Regions from separate parts of the Mus musculus genome. Here regions 1, 2, 3, 4 and 6 are each linked to region 5. Evidence: chromatin contacts called from public promoter capture Hi-C data. All regions are on one chromosome and are shown on one strand. The core of a region is the stretch at or near the end of the contact, and the rest is flanking DNA. Distances in the headings are between cores, read along the strand shown.

Evidence for each region. Promoter capture Hi-C pulls out the DNA fragments that hold promoters and counts their contacts. Capture Hi-C pulls out chosen DNA fragments and counts their contacts.
Region 1: a contact with region 5 is called in a promoter capture Hi-C map of stem cell-derived epiblast-like cells, with 3 times the contacts expected there. A contact is called at or near these places in 7 of 39 promoter capture datasets (the 3T3-L1 cell line, the SN4741 cell line, liver and 2 more), 1 of 484 Hi-C or Micro-C datasets (embryonic stem cells), 2 of 130 datasets of targeted methods (extraembryonic endoderm stem cells and pancreatic cancer cells) and 1 of 9 other capture datasets (adipose tissue).
Region 2: a promoter capture Hi-C map of cranial neural crest shows a contact between it and region 5. A contact is called at or near these places in 1 of 39 promoter capture datasets (cranial neural crest), 1 of 130 datasets of targeted methods (pancreatic cancer cells) and 3 of 9 other capture datasets (adipose tissue, liver and pancreatic islet).
Region 3: a promoter capture Hi-C map of pre-B cells shows a contact between it and region 5, with 4 times the contacts expected there. A contact is called at or near these places in 4 of 39 promoter capture datasets (cranial neural crest, hippocampal neurons, pre-B cells and 1 more), 2 of 484 Hi-C or Micro-C datasets (embryonic stem cells and rod photoreceptor), 2 of 130 datasets of targeted methods (extraembryonic endoderm stem cells and pancreatic cancer cells) and 1 of 9 other capture datasets (liver).
Region 4: a contact with region 5 is called in a promoter capture Hi-C map of pancreatic islet. A contact is called at or near these places in 2 of 39 promoter capture datasets (both in liver), 2 of 130 datasets of targeted methods (bone marrow-derived macrophages and pancreatic cancer cells) and 3 of 9 other capture datasets (adipose tissue, liver and pancreatic islet).
Region 6: a promoter capture Hi-C map of liver shows a contact between it and region 5, with 2.9 times the contacts expected there. A contact is called at or near these places in 4 of 39 promoter capture datasets (the HPC-7 cell line, cranial neural crest and liver), 4 of 130 datasets of targeted methods (bone marrow-derived macrophages, embryonic stem cells, forebrain and 1 more) and 3 of 9 other capture datasets (adipose tissue, liver and pancreatic islet).

What each region holds. Positions count from the first base shown.
Region 1 is chr19:5,459,142-5,461,950 of GRCm38.p6, reverse strand. Fibp (fibroblast growth factor (acidic) intracellular binding protein) reads right to left here and starts at 1,344. Exons shown (of 10, transcript NM_021438.4): 1 at 1,173-1,344; 2 at 792-990; 3 at 435-561. The coding sequence starts at 1,257.
Region 2 is chr19:4,709,945-4,712,644 of GRCm38.p6, reverse strand. It overlaps Sptbn2 (spectrin beta, non-erythrocytic 2), which reads right to left and starts at 1,437. Exons shown (of 37, transcript NM_021287.2): 1 at 1,001-1,437.
Region 3 is chr19:4,755,110-4,757,809 of GRCm38.p6, reverse strand. Rbm4b (RNA binding motif protein 4B) reads right to left here and starts at 1,285. Exons shown (of 4, transcript NM_025717.3): 1 at 1,149-1,285; 2 at 141-564. The coding sequence starts at 552. The region is part of intron 2 of Gm21992 (predicted gene 21992); the gene reads left to right.
Region 4 is chr19:5,348,093-5,350,921 of GRCm38.p6, reverse strand. It overlaps Cst6 (cystatin E/M), which reads left to right and starts at 1,348. Exons shown (of 3, transcript NM_028623.5): 1 at 1,348-1,827; 2 at 2,400-2,525. The coding sequence starts at 1,588.
Region 5 is chr19:5,066,824-5,069,523 of GRCm38.p6, reverse strand. It overlaps Cd248 (CD248 antigen, endosialin), which reads right to left and starts at 1,446. Exons shown (of 1, transcript NM_054042.2): 1 at 1-1,446. The coding sequence starts at 1,398.
Region 6 is chr19:5,405,393-5,408,147 of GRCm38.p6, reverse strand. 4930481A15Rik (RIKEN cDNA 4930481A15 gene) reads right to left here and starts at 1,333. Exons shown (of 4, transcript NR_027938.2): 1 at 1,065-1,333.

The DNA.
Region 1 (2,809 bases), core at 95-2,594, 390 kb before region 5:
CTTCTCCCTTAAAGACAAGGCATGAATGCTACCAAAACGGCTCATGGATAAGGTAGGATCTAGCTCCCTTGTCGATTTCAAGGGATAGATGTGGCCAAGAACAGCATCTTCTAGGCAGGAGTACCATGAACAAAAACAAACTTGGGGCTCAAGAAATGTTAAGTCCAGAGAGGTCTATAGTGACCCAACCTGAGTCTGAAGGTCGAGGACAGTGGGAGCCAATGAAAATCTATAAGCAAAGGAAAGCCACGGTCAGACTGAGCCTAAGCCTGGTCCGCCTGGCCAGAGGGGAGGTGGAGGGAGGAGAGGGTTTATATGAAGAAGGAACTGGTTCCACAATCATGGGCTAGACCACGGGCTAGAGGTGGGGCTAGAGTAGTAAGAAGGATCCAGAGGTGGGCTAGACAGGTAGTGGTGTTATGTGTAGAACCCACCTGCCTCCGGCAGCTCTTGAGAGTAATTCCTGTTTTGGTGCTGATGTCATCCAGGTCTTTCTTGGTACCCTTGGACAGCTTCTTGCCCAAGACCTCCCGAACAAAGGCCTCATCAAAGGTGTAGTACCTTGTGGAGGCACAGGTCATTATTGGTGATCCATTAGGGAAGGAGAAGGGAGTTTGGAATTGGTTTCTCTTGTTCTCAATTTTCTAATTTCCTGAGTTCACCCCATCTACCCCTGTGTATATCCCAATACCCTCCCCCCAGACTCAGCTTCAGTCTACAAAATGGGTATAAGTCAGATTGACTGACATCCCTGCCAGTACCCACCCCCGTCCCCCACCCCTGGTGAGCACCTCTCGATGAGGAGTGTCTGTCGGGAGGGAGGAATCTGGAAGATGAGCTGGTGCAGCAGCTTCGGCGGCGCGTGCAGCAGACGCTCAAGCATGTGAAAGGTGCGGTAGTGGTCCATGGTGTCGCTCTGCAGCACTCCTGTGGTGGCTCCCGTCTGCTCCAAGATTCCGGAGCGTACTCGCAGAGCCACTGCATCGTTCACTGAGGAGTGGGCGCTACCATAAGACCCTAGAGGCCCTCCAGGGGTTCCACCTCCACCTCCAATCCTTACACTTCCCCGACTTCCCGCAGTCTGTCCACTTCCCTAAACCAAGCCTAAATCCTAGCCACGCCCCCTCTTCCCGATCCCCAACAACAGCTTCCCGGGAGGGCGGCTCACAGACCTGAGTAACCATCCAGCCAGAGGCGATACACGTCTTCATCTATAAGGGTCGTGTTCCCCACGAAAATGTCTAGTTCGCTGGTCATGACGATGCCCGGGCCGGGTTCGCCCGAAGCTGGAGCTTGTACGGGCCCCGGCCGGGCGAGTAGCCGCAGAGCGACTTCCGGGAGTTCGGAGATTTTGCTCCGGGCACCCGGAGCTGATGAAGGACCACTTCCGGGACGGAGCTAGTGAGACACCGCTCAGCTCTGTGAACGGTTTTTCGGAAGATGTCGGGATAGTCTTCTCTCAGTCTACCCTGTCTTGCAGATTCTCCCGTTAACCCCTTCTGTCACTCCCATCTTCTCAGTTTTCTCAGAGCCTCCCAGTTTTGACCTGTATCCTAAATTAGAATGTTTCCAAGGTTCTATCGTAGCGATTGCTAGGTGTATGTGGCCCTTACTTCCATTGTCCATAAGACAGACAGATGACCATTTTTCTTGTTCCCGGAGTGTATTTATTTTTATTGTTTTGAATAATGTGTATGTGGGGAGAGGGTGTGTACGTGTGAGTGCAAATGTTCTTTGAGACCTGAGGTATCAGGTCCCCTGGAGTTAAATTTACAGGCAAATATGAGTTAGTTGCACATATGGTTGTGGTTCCTTGCTTGTAACCACTTAGCTTTCTCTCCAGCCCCAGTTTTTCACCACATACTACACCCACACACAAGCTAGTGACTTCACTTAAAGTCTTTCAGAGCTCTGCCTGGAAGTAGGTATCTGCAGGGGCACCCATCTAGTAAGGCTGTCTTCTTTGTCTTTTCATGAGGCAGTAAAAGATTTACACAGGAGCCACCAAGCCTGAGTTCGTTCTCCTGCACCCATACTGTGTAAGGAAAGAACCAGCTCCAGGTTTTGTTTTGTTTGTTTGTTAAGACAAGGTCTTACTTTGTAGTCCAGGCTAGTCTAAATTGGCAGCAGTCTTTGATCTTCAACCTCCCAAGCATTGAGATTACAGGATAGGAACCACCAGTATACCTAGTCCTTATCACCTGATCTCTACATATGTATGCACTGTTGTATAATACATAAATATAGCTTACTGGCTATAATTACTAATAAAATTAACCCTGTATAACCTTTAATCCCAGCACTTGGAAGGCAGGCAGATATCTGAATTGGAGGTTAGCCTGGTCTACAGAGTGAGTTTCAGGACAGCCAGGGCTACACAGAGAAATCCTGTCTCGAAAAATGGGGGAAAATGAGTTCTACAAAAGCCAGTTCATCTCAGTGCACTTGCGGGTTGCTACCTAGAGACAGGGGGAGGAGGTCCTGGAGGAGGTCCTGGTTTATAAGACCAGGTCTCCCACTCCACTTCTGGTCCCTAGGCGGAGCACATTTTAGGGTTTCTAGACAGATCCCTCTCAGCTCCAGTCTGTTTCCCTGTACTCTTATCTCCGTGGCAGCCTCAGCACCCATCTCGTTCTAGAAACCTGGGCTATCTCCCAAATTTCTCTCTTCAGGCATTCAGAGCTGTTGATGTGCCTGCTGAGTGCCTCTCTCTGCGGCTTACTCCCCGCCCCACTGACTCAGTGCCAGCCTAGTTCTGCACAGCTCTCTGTTCACTGACACAGTGTTATTCATCTACAGTGCACTCTGC
Region 2 (2,700 bases), core at 188-2,687, 360 kb after region 5:
ACTGGCCGGTCCGCCGCAGGAACCGACGCACCGCTAAAAACATGCGCTGCCAGAAGCGCTCCGAGCCCAGGCGACCCCGATCCATCAGCGCGTCTGTCAGCCCAACTCTTCCAGACTCTTCTCTGCGCTCCATAGAGGTCCGCGTGCCCCAAGCCTCGGCCCCCAGAATCTTCACAGCGATACCTGGGTGTCCCGCACAGGACCCGGGAACTCGGCGTCGCATCCTCCCTCCTGAGCTCCCCAGGACCGACCCCGCCGCCTGCACGCGGCCGCACAAAGCGCGCCTCCTTGCCGGCCGGGACAAAGCGGGCCGGGGCGCCGGCTGCACCTACCTGGGTGCGGAGCGCCTGCCGGGCACGGGGAGCGCGGCTAGTGGGGGCACACTTGTCGCCGCGCCCACAGCCCGGTCGCGAGGGGTGGTTGCGGGAGGTTACTGGCGGCGGTGGCGGGGCGGCCCAGGGCGCACGGCAGGAGGGCGCTGTCACAGGGCGCGAGCGGCGCGGGGGGCGCGCGGGGCCGGCGGCCGCGGGGCGCGTGGCGGCTGCGCGCGGGCGCGAGCGGCGGGACTGCGGCGCCGCGGAAGGAGGACAATAGCCTCCCCCTGCCGCAGGCCGTCGGCTCCCGCGGGAGGCCCGGGACCATCTGGAGCTCGCGGCCCCGCGGGGCTTGGGGCGGGGCGCGAGTCATCCCCCTCCCCACCCGGCGTCATGGCAACCGCGGCCCCTCTAGGTTCCTGCAGTAGTTCTCCGGTAGGGGGTCTCTGACCTTCCCCGGGGCAAACGCAGGACGTTCGCTCCTTCGCCAGTTCCCGACCCCCCACTGTCTTCCGCGTGGATGCCCCGATTGACCCCCACCTTCCGGTCCTCGCCAGCCCCGCGACACCCTTGGGCGTCTGGGTACCACCCACAGTTAACCAGGCTTATTCTTCCCAGTTTGGAATTCCACCTTTGTCTCTGTCGCGCCTTTGCCTGGATGCGCAACCCCTTTAAATGTCACTTACCTCCGAGGTTTCCCCGAGATGCGGCCTCCGTTTCCTTTTCAAAGGTCCCTTTTGGGGCACCTCCAGGCCATCTCGCTTAAGCGTTTCTCTCTGCCTTGCCCCCTTTCTCTCGTCCTCCTTCTGGCAGGTAGGCTGGCCCGCTTTCCAAAAGCATCTCCATGGTGCTCCTGGAGATTCGCCTTCTCACAAATCAGATTCTCGGAACCGTCATCACAGCGGCTCCTCAGCTCCTCTCATTTATCAACCAGGAGAATTCCGGCCTAGTCACTGTCTTAAGGGGGTTGGGGGCAGGGATGGACATTTCTAGTCCTAGCACGGCCGGGTTTCTTCCTGGTTTATTAGCAGCTGAGTGGTCTACGGTTTAATGGCATTAACCAAGGTGAGCTGCTATCTGCCTAGGAGAGGAAGGAAATATGCCCAAATCAGAGCAAATGCACAGAGTGGGTGCTAGCAGTGGGTGCTAAAAGTGCGTTATGTCATGTGACACTCCCACCCCCACTCCAGCTCTGAAAGTACTGTTCCTCCAGATTGGAGAGCTAACTAAGCTCAGGGAGGTACCAGAAGGGAGAAAAAAAAAAAAAAAAAAAAAAAAAGATGGATTTTTGTAGCAAGCCTTTGGGTTCTATACTCCTGAGAAGAGCTAGGCCCTTTCATACACTAGGAATGCCTGAGATGGACAAGAAAGGACCACAAAAAGAATGTTCTTTCAGTGAATTATTGAGCTTAGGGTATTAAAATAGCTTTATCGTTAACTAAATTTTACCATTTTGCTTCTTTCTGGGAAGGTATGCATATCTAAAACAGCTACATGTAATCACACTACTTTTCAGGTATGATTTTCACAGAGTAAGATCACTGTGTTCAATGTAGTTTTAAAAAATCTGTAAAGTAAAACAAAACCTTGCTACCACCACCAAACAGTTGCATTGTTTTATCCATCTGGCCCTGGTTTTCCTCGTGTATAAAGTGGGTTGGGGAGGGACTGGGGAGTTTTGTTAAACTGCTAATCAGATCTGAGATTCTATCATTAAACGGGAATTTAGCCTTCTGTAAACTGTATTTCAGGGTGTTTATGATTTTTAAAAAGTCACTTATGTAGAATGTGCTACGCCTTTAATCCCAGAGTTCAGAAAGAGGCAGAGACAGGCAAATCCTGAGTTCAAAGCCAGCCTGCTCTACATGGGAATTCCAGGCCAGCCAAGAATTTGTAATTACAAACAAAACAAAAAAACTACCTCACTCCATCCAGCAGTGTAAACATGAGCTTCTCCTGACCCCAGAGCCGGAGTAGTCAGGATGTTCAGGACTAGGCCAAGCTGTACATGATAGTCGTCATGGAAACATGGCCAGGAGACATTAAAACTGATGATGAGATGGGAATCAGCTCAGCATCAGGCAAACTGCAAACCTTTCGTTTCTGTGGCTCAGGATTCTGGGAACTGAGGGTCTCAGAGACAGCCTGTTAGGTTGTGGTTAGAGTAGGCAAGGGTGATATTAGGTCTTGTGATTGACCAAAAGAATAGTGTTTTTAAATTAATTCTTCATTCCAGTATTGCACAATCTTTTGAAAAACCTTAAAAGCATTCTAATTTTCACTCTTATTAATAATCAAAATGATATTCAGACACCTAAGTGGAAGTCCAAATTAACCAAGTTAACTTACGGCAGAGACTCCTTATCTTGTGATTCTTAGTCTGTTC
Region 3 (2,700 bases), core at 36-2,535, 310 kb after region 5:
GAGTAGTAAACATAACCTGTTCTTTGCATTTAAAAGAATGGCAGAAGCCACTCTTGAAGCCCTGTGGTCTTGTGTTCTTCCCTCTGCCTTGAGCTAGAGACTCCACGAAGGTCTGCCACCCAATCCCCAGAACAGTTCACCTTGAAACTCTGTGTTGTCGAGGCCCCTGATGGCCTCCACCGCATCCTCTGCCCGCTCCATGTGTACAAAGGCATAATCTTTCACGATGTCACATTCGATGACTGGGCCGTACTCCTCAAACTTGGCCCGAAGCTCTTGGTTGGTACAAGTGGGGCTGATGTTGCCCACGTGTAACTTGGTTGAAGCTTTGCTCTTATTCTTGCTGGCTTCCACATTGATGTTCACTCCGTGCAGCTTGTAGTGGTGCAGGTTGCGTATGGCATCCTCAGCGGCCGTCTTGTCCTCTATGTGCACAAAGCCATAATTCTTAATGATGTCACATTCCAGCACCTTCCCGTACTGCTCGAAGAGTGAGCGGATCTCCTGCTCTGTGGCCTCCCGGGGCAGATTTCCAATGAACAGCTTCACCATCCTGACAAGAGCCTGGCAGAGAAGAAACAAGATTTTAAAAGTCAGGTGTGAAGTGAGAAACTGACACTACAGCACACCCCGACCCTCACAGTTCTTTTTGAGAGAGGAACTGCTGTGTGACAATGCCAACAGAAGGTCGGGGGTCAGAATGCACAACAAGGTCTAAGATATATATCCGTGAGGTCAGGCACATTGACTCTACAAGGTTAGCTCCTTCACGGTTTAGCACAGGGATGAAAGACAAGTGGAAGGCATGAAGTATCTGAATGTCCCTAGTTACGGGTTTTTGGAGGGAAATCTGTGTACCTCTCCACAGCGCGGTATCCCCTCCCACCATACTCCAAGAACGAAAGCCCTCTTTCACCCAACACTGGACCCCTATCCTCAGCGGCCCAACCTCCGCTGCAACATCCCAACAAAGACTCGGCCCGACCCCTGCCCCGCCCCCTCCGGAGACCCGGCCCCGCCTCCTTTCCTTGTCTTCCCGGGACCTTCCTCAGAAGATGAGTGGCCCCAAACCCGAGCCTTCCCGGCCCTCCGAGGTCCGGCCCAGTCCGCTCCAGGGCTTCCCACACACCCACAGCATCCTCTCCTACCTCCGGGTGGTGCCGGCGGTGGCGGCGGGTCCCGCGTCAGAGAGAACCCTACAAAATGGCGACGGCCGCTCGAGCCTCGGCGCGACCGGGCGCTTTCTCGCGCGCCAGCTCACGCACGCGCGAGTGCGCGCTGCCTGCCTCCCCTCCCCCTCGCAGGAGCGGGGCGACCAATCCTGCGGCCGCACACAACTGTCCGCCCCCCGTGCGGGGGCGGGGTCATGTGGTGACGGCACTGCGGAGCGAAGGTCAGCCCGCCCCCAGCCCGGGCTAGCCAATCACCGCCTTGGGAGTGGGTCGCGGCTTGCGCGTCAAGGGGGCTCAGGAAGCAACCATTGCCTTGGCAAAACCGTAAGGCCCGGGGGAGTCTCTAAGCATCACAATGGATCGTGGTATTGGGCGCACTGTCGAGGGGGCTGATGACAAAGGGTTGTGTCACTGGGCCCGCTAGAAGGGGGTTTTCTCAACCTCTGGCTGCTGAGAGCGATACTTCAGAAACCCAGGCACTACCACATCTTAACCTAATCTCTCCCTTGTTTGGGTAGGAAGGGGTAAGAATTCCCGTAAAACAATTTAATTTTCACTGCAATAGTGTTGTTCATTGGTGAAGAAGCTGAGACTGAGAGTGGAGTAGAAAGATAATCTGGGTTAGAACTAGGTTAGGTCTGAGGGAGGCATTTCTCTATCCAAACTATACTTTGTCATGTTTATTCATGAATATACGTGGGCTGGCTTTCCCTCGTAGTATCTGTCTATCCTGGTTCCTGAAATGTGGTGAGCATTACCAAGGAATACGTTGTCCAGAGGTCCAGGGAGAATCCAGGTTTGGGGAATGAGTGACAAGGGTTCCGCATCCGTCCCAAGCTGCCTGAGGCACAGGCAATTGTCAGGCTCCAGACTCTCTGTTGCGGTCCAAGGGCACCTCCTGGTGGCAAGCAGGGTACCAGCTTGGTGGATCACTATCACAAAGCAGCGGGCTTACAGACATTGAGGGATTGAATTCATCTCCTAGAAGAGGCACCGGGATGGTTGTTAGACCATCCCCATTGTTGTCAAAACAATTCCCCATTGTGGTAGTTCCAACACCAGCTCCTCCAATAGTATAGAGATCAGTTCCCCGAGTTGACTTCCTGCACCCAAGCTACTTGGAAACATTTCTTTACCAAATCCATGTTTCCCACTCATTTCAGAAGGCATTGTCTAATTGTAATTACACATTTTTAAAATTAATTTTTTTTGGTTTGTTTTTCGAGATGGGGTTTTCTGGCAGTCTTGGCTGTCCTGGAACCTCCTCGGGATCTGCTATCACCTAACCTTGTACATTGTATTTTGGGATCTCTTCCCAAATTTGTGGGGGCTCCACAACTAATGCTCTACTAACAGTTCCCATTTTTTTCTTTTTTAAGATTTATTTATTTATTTATTATATGTAAGTACACTGTAGCTGTCCTCAGACACTTCAGAAGAGAGAGTCAGATCTCGCTATGGATGGTTATGAGCCACCATGTGGTTGCTGAGATTTGAACTCCTGACCTTCGGAAGAGCAGTCCGGTGC
Region 4 (2,829 bases), core at 99-2,598, 280 kb before region 5:
AAAGCCTCCCAGTTAGAAAGATGGCACCTGGCGTGACTCACCCCTCTTCGGAGGCAAGTCTTTCTTTTCAAACTCAGCCTGAGCTAAGAACATAGACAAGAACTTGACCTGGTAGCACAGGCTTGTAATCCCTGCCAGGAGGCTGAAGCTGGGAAGCCACAGACTCAAGGCCTGCAGTCTACAGAGCAAGGGCTTCACGGTCAGCCTGGGTGATCAACAAGTCCCTATCTAGAGATAAGGAGTAAAACGAGGGCTGCATGCCGGGCATGGTGGCGCATGCCTTTAATCCCAGCACTTGGGAGGCAGAGGCAGGCAGATCTCTGAGTACGAGGCCAGCCTGGTCTACATACAGAGTGAGTTCCAGGACAGCCAGGGATACATAGAGAAACCCTGTCTTGAAAACAAAACAAACAAACAAACAAACAAACAAAAAAAACGAGGGCTGCAGGTGAAGTGTTTGCCCAGCATGCATAAGACCCTAGGTTCAAGCCCAGCAAAATGAAATGAGGCTAGGGATATTAGTTGGTAGAGTGCTTGTCTCTAGCACACATGAAGCCCTGCATTCTGTTCTCAGCACCAAATAAAATATGATGGTAATGCTAGCACTTGGAAGGGAGAAGCAGGGAGATCAGGAGTTCAAAGTCATCCTGAGCTATGAAATTCAAGGTCAGCCAGGGACACACAAGATCTTATTTTATAGCACACACACACACACACACACACACGACTTAGGCTCTTCAGTATACTTACTTACTAGGGACCAGTTGAAATCGTTGCACATATTACTTCTCCCTTCTGTGCCATGGCGTCCCACCTCTGCAAAGTGAAAGGGTCAGCCAACCGGGTCCACCATGGCTGTGAGGGACAGTAGTGCCGGCTTGAGTAGTAAGGACTCCTACCCACCCACCGTTTGTTTGCATGGCACCCGGCCTCTCTTAGGCTCTTTACCTGTGTCAGTTCATCGATCCTTATAGCATTTATTTTTCAGAAGAAGAAATGCAGGCTGGGAGTTATAATTTCTCTAAAAATGGCACGATAAGAAAATGGTGGCAATGCCGGATGATAGTGGTGCACACCTTTAATCCCAGCACTCGGGAGGCAGAGGCAGGTGATTTCTGAGTTCGAGACCAGTCTGGTCTACAAAGTGAGTTCCAGGACAGCCAGAGCTACACAGAGAAACCCTGTCTCGAAACAAACAAACAAACAAGAAAGAAAGAGAGAGAGAAAGAAAGAAAGAAAGAAAGAAAGAAAGAAAGAGAAAAGGAAATGATAAAATGATAGCAGTAAGAATGTAACCATATAATTGCTTTTGGCAACTCAAACGTCAGGGCCCTGGTATGAACTGTTCTCTCCCTCCTGGGAGATAGGAATGATAGGCCAGCATCTCTACACGTAGAGGTTCTGGGACCTGTGTGCCATCTCTGGTTCTTACACTGCGTAGGTAGGGGAGGTGCACCCGCCTCCAGGCACCTGCAAGCTGGTCCAGGCTTGCTAAGGAAACAAGCAGGCGTTGGGCGGGGCCGGGAGGGGCCCGCGAAGGCTGTAAAAGCCGCGCAGGATGGAAGTCCAGACACTGAATCCGCGGCTATGGAGCGTCCTCACTTCCCGCTGGCGATGGGCCTTGGCCTGCTCGCATTCTGCCTCCTGACCCTGTCACCTGACGCCCGCGCCGAGCTGCGGAGCCGCAGGACCGGAGAACGCCAGAACTTGTCACCCACCGACCCGCGGGTGCAAAAGGCCGCACAGGCAGCTGTGGCCAGCTACAATATGGGCAGCGACAGCCTCTACTACTTCCGAGACACCAAAGTCATCGATGCAAAATATCAGGTGCGGTGGCTGGGACAGAGGTTGTGGGACAGGTTATGGAACAGAGTGGCTGTGGAGAGGGACAATTTGGAGAGGGACAGGGACAGGGGGACCGAGGACAGGTGACAGGAGACAGGAGATAAACAGAGAGCTGCTTAGCTTGCTACCAAACACAAGGGGGCACTAAAACCAACCATAACCCCCAGACCTTTCTATGAAATACTTCAAAACAAAACAGATTAGTAAAGTCCTCTGGAAGCAGCGCTATCTAACTATCAAAGAAATGCAGGATGCAGCCTCCTTTGGCATAACTAACCTCACTTCCCCAACCTGCCAGGTGGAGTGGAAGGGCCCAGTGTAGGTGCCACATACCATTCACCTTTACAGTCTAGCCGCAGACAGGAGCTCTCCAGCTTCTTGCCCAGCCTAGGGCTCTGCTCACACACAGAAGTTCCTGCCTCCACTCCAGGTCTGAATATGTAGGTCAGAGGGTTGCATTTGCCTGGGAGAGTGGAGACTCTTAGAGGGAGGGAAAGCATAGACACACAGGTTGGACTCCCAGGCATCTCTCACCTGCCCTGTTTGGTTCCCAGCTGGTGGCTGGCATCAAGTACTACCTGACTTTGGACATAGAAAGCACAGAGTGCCGAAAGACCAGAGTCTCTGGAGAACACATGGACCTCACCACCTGCCCTCTGGCTGCAGGGGGGCAGCAGGAGGTAACAGCACCGACCCCATCCCAACCCCATGCAGGGTCTGAGGCCCTTAGCTTGTCTATCCTGACCAGTCTATCTGGTCAGGCAGAAGCCTGGCTCCACCTGTTCGCTTTGGCTCTTGTATGACTCAGGCCAGGGTGGAGTGCAGAAGAGAGACTGGGGATTCCTCGTGGGGTAGGAGTTGCCTGAGATAAACCTGGGAGCATCTCCTGCCTTCTGATTCCATGTTTTGGGACCACTCATGGTCTGTCCCCGGCTCCAGAGAGACGTGGCCGTCAGGGGGGCTGACTTCTGGGAGGAGGAGGTT
Region 5 (2,700 bases), core at 197-2,696:
GGTCTTGTGGGCAGAAGGTAGTGTGGGTCGAGTGGCAGAGATCACCATGGGCCGTGTGGCAGACACCACTGAGGAGTGGTAGGGGCCCCTGGGGGCACTAAGTGGGGGTGGCCAGGTAGGCTCCAGGTGCAATCTCTGAGGCTCTCCATCCTGTGGGAAGTTGGGCCTATAGGGCAGGCCAAAGTCAGGTGGATGTGTAGGTGCCAGCCATAGGATCCCCTGTTCCTCTGTCCAGGTGCCATCAAAGTCCTCCCAGGGCTCCTCTTCATCCTCCCCTTCTTCTCCATCATCCAGCAACTCATCTCTGAGATCCTGGGAAGCCTGGGCACCCATGGCTCCTGCAGGGCTACAGCTGATACCATCTGCCTCAAGCTCGTGACCCTCGCTGCAGTAACACTCAAAGCCACCAACATAGTTGACACACATCTGCTGGCACACACCAGCAATCTGGCACTCATCCGTGTCCACGCAGCGGTGTGGATCATCCTCAGCTGGCCGGAAGCCAAGGCGACAGTGGCAGCTATAGCCTTGTGGCCCTCCAGGTTCACACTGCTGCTCACAGGGGGCCTGGGCACAGGGGTCTTCACAACTGTGCCCATCTGCTGCTAGACGGAAGCCTTCACTGCAGCGGCAGGACACAGCACCGTCCACCTCTTCCACACACTCATGTTCGCAACCCCCATTGTCAGGACCACAGCCAGTCCCTGGGCACAGCGGGCCAGTCTGGGACCAGCCCACGCCACCTGAAGGCTGTTTCACGCACAGCAGAGAAGCTCCCCTGCCAGCTTGGCACTGCACAGCTGCCACGGAGCCAAAGGGCAGCCATTCGAACTCGCTGGAAACCAGGTTGAAGGGTGTGGTGTAGACAGCGGGACCGGCCTGACCCACCTCAAGCGGCAAGGCAGGGCAGGCACCCTCAAAACCAAACTGGCAGAGGTAGCCATCGACAGCCAGTGTGCACGAGCCTTCGAGCCAGCGATGCTCTCCGCTGGCCTCAAGGGCTGCACAGCGCTGGGCTGGGCAGGGTCCTTCCGTAGCCGGCTGGGCCCAGTTGGTGAAGGCGGTGTCCTGGTCTCCCGTGGTCCATATGAAGCCCCGCAGTGGGCGCTGCGGCTGGCATTGCCTAGCCTGCCGCTGCAACCCAATCCATAGCAGCCCGTTGGCCGGCCCGACCCCCACCAGGCTGTCCACACGCTGGGCCTCCTCTGGGGTCCGCGGTGTGGCCAGGTTGCCCCCCAATTCGCGGCACGCCCGCCAAGCTTCCAGGAATGTGCGGCGCCGGGGAAAGAGCGCGTAGCAGCTGCTGGGGCCGCACGCGGCTCGAGGCTCCGGCGTCCAGGGGACCTGGCCCAGTGCGGGCACCGCGGCCACCCAGGCCAGCAGCAGGCGCAGCAGCATCGCGACGCCCCCCGACTGGCCCGGCTCGGGCCTGCCGCTGCTCTTGACAGGGGGAGGGATCAAGGCCTCTGGCGGGAGGGCCGGGGGCGGGCCCGGCGGACTCACGCCTTGTAAGGAGTGGGCTGGGGCCGCTGCCAGCTCCCCTGCTAGCTCCCCGGGGGCTGCTGGAGCAGGAAGCAGTGGGGTGGGGGGGGTTCTGGGGTGAGAGGCGAAGGGCAGAGGAGGGGGGAGGTACAACTAACGGGCTACCTCAGGCGTTACAGAGCTGAGAGTCAGGGAAAAGGGAACCTGTCTGTCTGAGAAGCATCCCCAGTCAACCCTCTGAAACTTCAGCGTTGTTTGCAGCTAAGGCAGCTGGGGTGAAGCTGTCTTCCAGAGAGACTCCCGAAAGCCGGGATCTGGATTCACCAGTATCAGTATACTGGCTGCATTCTGAGCTCAACGACTTGATCGGGCCAGCCCTTTCTCATCACACATATGTGAACGACTCCTTCCAAGCCTGGCAAGAGCATCTTCTCTGACACCCTATCTAAGGCCGCCAAACCCCAGCCTCACACACGCAGCTCTCCTGACATGCTGTGTATGCCCTTAGGTGGATAAGCTAGGATGATGTGGCCTGCTAAACGGTCTCAACGATGAGGCCCCACCCATTCCTGCCTGGGCCCTGCGTGAGAATCAACTTGATAACCTCCTTGAGAACCACCTCAACCAGACACGTATTTGATGAGCCCTTCGCTCAGCCTACCTCACTCCCAAGTTTTTTTGGCTCCAGCAGGACCAGCATTAGGGGTTAGGGAGGGGGGAGGAGGCCAAGGCCTGCTCTCTCCTTACCCTGGCTCAGTCAGGGGCCCTGGGAACCTGGGCTTAGAGCGGGAGGAGGCTGCCCCCTAACAGGAAATGCCTCTCCAGGCTTCTGCTGCAGGAAGGCAGGGTGCATGACTCTGGGCTCTGTGGAGACTGAGCTCTGCTCAGGGTGAGCACGGCTGCTATGAGGGGACCTGTGCAAGACCATGTATGGGCATGGGGACACAACAGGATAGTAAGTGTGACACAGGCATCACATTGTCCTCCTTACTCCCAGGGTCCTCTTCCAGCCCTTCCTGGAGGCCTCTGGAGGTTTGCACACTGGGCCAGGCACCCAGGGTGGCCCTGGGATTCTGTGTGAAGGATTAACCCCTGCATTCTCTTTTTACCTTTATTTATTTATTTATTTATTTTTAAGAGATGGAGTTTGCTCTGTTGCCAAGGCTATTCCAAACTCCTGGATTCTAAGTAGCAGGTACTACAGTCACCCAACACCAG
Region 6 (2,755 bases), core at 84-2,583, 340 kb before region 5:
AAATCTCTGCTAGCCTGGCATGAAGGCACACACCTTTAAGAAAATTTGAGGCTAGCCTGAGCTGCAGAGTAAGATAGTGGAGGTGACCCCCCTAAAACATAAAATAGGGGATAGTGAGGTGACTCAATGGGGAAAGTGCTCTCTGTGCAAGCCGGATGACATGAGTTCAATTCCCAGAACCCACATGAAAGTGGCAAGAGAGAACAAAGTTGACTTCTGACCCCACATACATGCTGTGGCAGTAGCCACCCCCTTCCTATCATGCACACACAATAACAATAAAAATAAATAGAACAAATGAATGAGTGATTTAAAATAAAGTGACTGGTTTTACGTCACCGTCAGATCTCTGAGCTTGACTCACTCTTACTTTGTGTTCGCCTCTCTGAACTTGATTTAGAACAACACAGTTGCTGCTCTCCTGGCCAGTGGAGCCCCTACCATCGAGCACAGAGGGAAGCGTCCTTCCTATCCTCACCCTCTACTCCAAACTCCTGCTCTCCTATTGTAAAGGGATGGGAGGAGAACGGTGGTAAAGGAGGAGTGGGCATGACTGGCTCCTCCAGGTGCTGGATAAAGCTACTCCAGCAAGATAAAGCTACTCCAGCAGGAAGAGATGCTCAGCAGATGGGAGAGTGTACCACAGATGGGAGAGTGTACCACAGATGGGAGAGTGTACCACAGATGGGAGAGTGTACCACAGATGGGAGAGTGTACCACAGATGGGAGAGTGTACCACAGAGGGTTCAGCTTCCAGGTCCCACATAGCGGCTCATAACGATCTGTAACTTCAGTTTCAGTGACCAGCGCCCTCTTCTGGACTCTCTGGGCATGTGGGGCACGGACATACACGCAAGCAAAACATCCTTACACATTTAAAGAGTTTAAACTACAAAAGCTGTTCTTATCTGTGGGTGCTGCCTGTGTTTTCTGGGACACCTTTCCAGATCGACCCCAACTTCAGCAAATGGTAGCCCCTATGTTTCGATGGCTCTGATTTTCTTCCCTCTGGCACACGCAGACCCATTCTATGGGGGCTCCCCTCACAGGATCCGTTTTTTTACCTTAGGGTTAGTCAGTCTCCACTGCCAGGCCATACGCTTGCTGGAGGTCACGGCACTACTGACGCCCTGGGCCACCACAACACCAGTGAGCCTCTTGAGCTTTCTTAGAGCACTTAGTACCAGATTTAGAATTAGAAGACAATTCACCAGTCAGGCGTGTGGTGCAGGCCTTTAGTCCCAGCACCCAGCAGGGGCAGGTGGATCTTTGAGTTTGAAGCCAGCCTGGTCTACAGAGTGAGTTCCAGTCCAGTCAAGGTTACATGTTGGGAGCCGCCCCCACATTCGCCGTCACAAGATGGCGCTGACATCCTGTGTTCTAAGTGGTAAACAAATAATCTGCGCATGTGCCAAGGGTATTTTACGACTACTTGTACTCTGCCTTTCCCGTGAACGTCAGCTCGGCCATGGGCTGCAGCCAATCAGGGAGTGATGCGTCCTAAGCGAAGGATAACTCCTCCTTAAAGGGGACGGGGTTTCGGCCATTCTCTCTTGCTCTGCGCGCCCGGCGCTCTGGCTCCTAAAGATGTAAACAATAGAGCGCGCTCTGCGCTTTGGCGCGCCGGAGCTCTGGCTCCTAAAGATGTAAGATTGGGGTGGCTTTCGCTTTTGGGGCTGGGGGTTTGCGCTCCTGGCTCCTGAAGATGTAAGCAATAAAGTTTTGCCGCAGAAGATTCTGGTTTGTTGTGTTCTTTCCTGGCCGGTCGTGAGAACGCGAATAAGAGTTACACAGTGAAATCATGTCTTGAAAAAAAAAACAAACATAAAAAAGGAGGAGGAGGAGGAGGAGGAGGAAGAGGAGGAGGACAGGAAGAGGGAAAGAAGACAGTTTAGTAGCTTCAGGTTTGAGATCTCAGCAGGATACCAGCTGTTTCCAAACTGATGTCATTACCAACTCACTCTCTCAAAATTTACCCTAGAGGCTGGCAAGACACCTCAGCGGGTAAAGGAGCCACGAAACATAACGTCAACCTAAGCTTGACAGCTGAGACTCACACGGCAGAAGGGGAGAACTGACTATAAGTTATCCTCCCAGTGGTCACATGCATCCCAGACCACACACCCCAGCCTATCCACAAATAGATAAATAAGTGTAAAAGTCTAAGAAATCTACCCTTGCACCGGGAGCACGTTTCAGGAGGCAGGGTGCGTGCCTGGGATGCAAGAAGCCTTGAGTTAAGGGTCCAGCACCAAATAAACCAGGCACAGTGGCGAGCACTGTAATCTCCACGCTAGGGAGGTGGAGGCAGGAGGATCAGAAGTTGAAGTTTATCCTTGTCTGTATAGCAAGTTCAAAGCTAGCCTGGGCTACATTAGACTCTTTCTTAGATAGATAGATAGATAGATAGATAGATAGATAGATAGATAGATAGATAGATAGAATCCAATTTGAATCCATTCATACTTCTGACAAGGATGAGGGTCAAAAGTGGCAGAGTGTGGATCAGGCTGGGGCTGGAGAGACAGCTCAGAGGATAAGAGCACTGGCTGCTCTTCCAGAGGATTTCGGTTGGGTTCCCAGCACCCACATGGAGGCTCACAACTGTAACTCCTTTCCAGATCCAGTGTTCTCTTCTGACCTCAGCAGGCACTGAATTCATGTGATATACATACAGATATACTTGTGGGTAAAACACCCATACATATCAAGTAAAAATGTCAATATTTTTTAAAAAATTAAAAACAATTAAAAT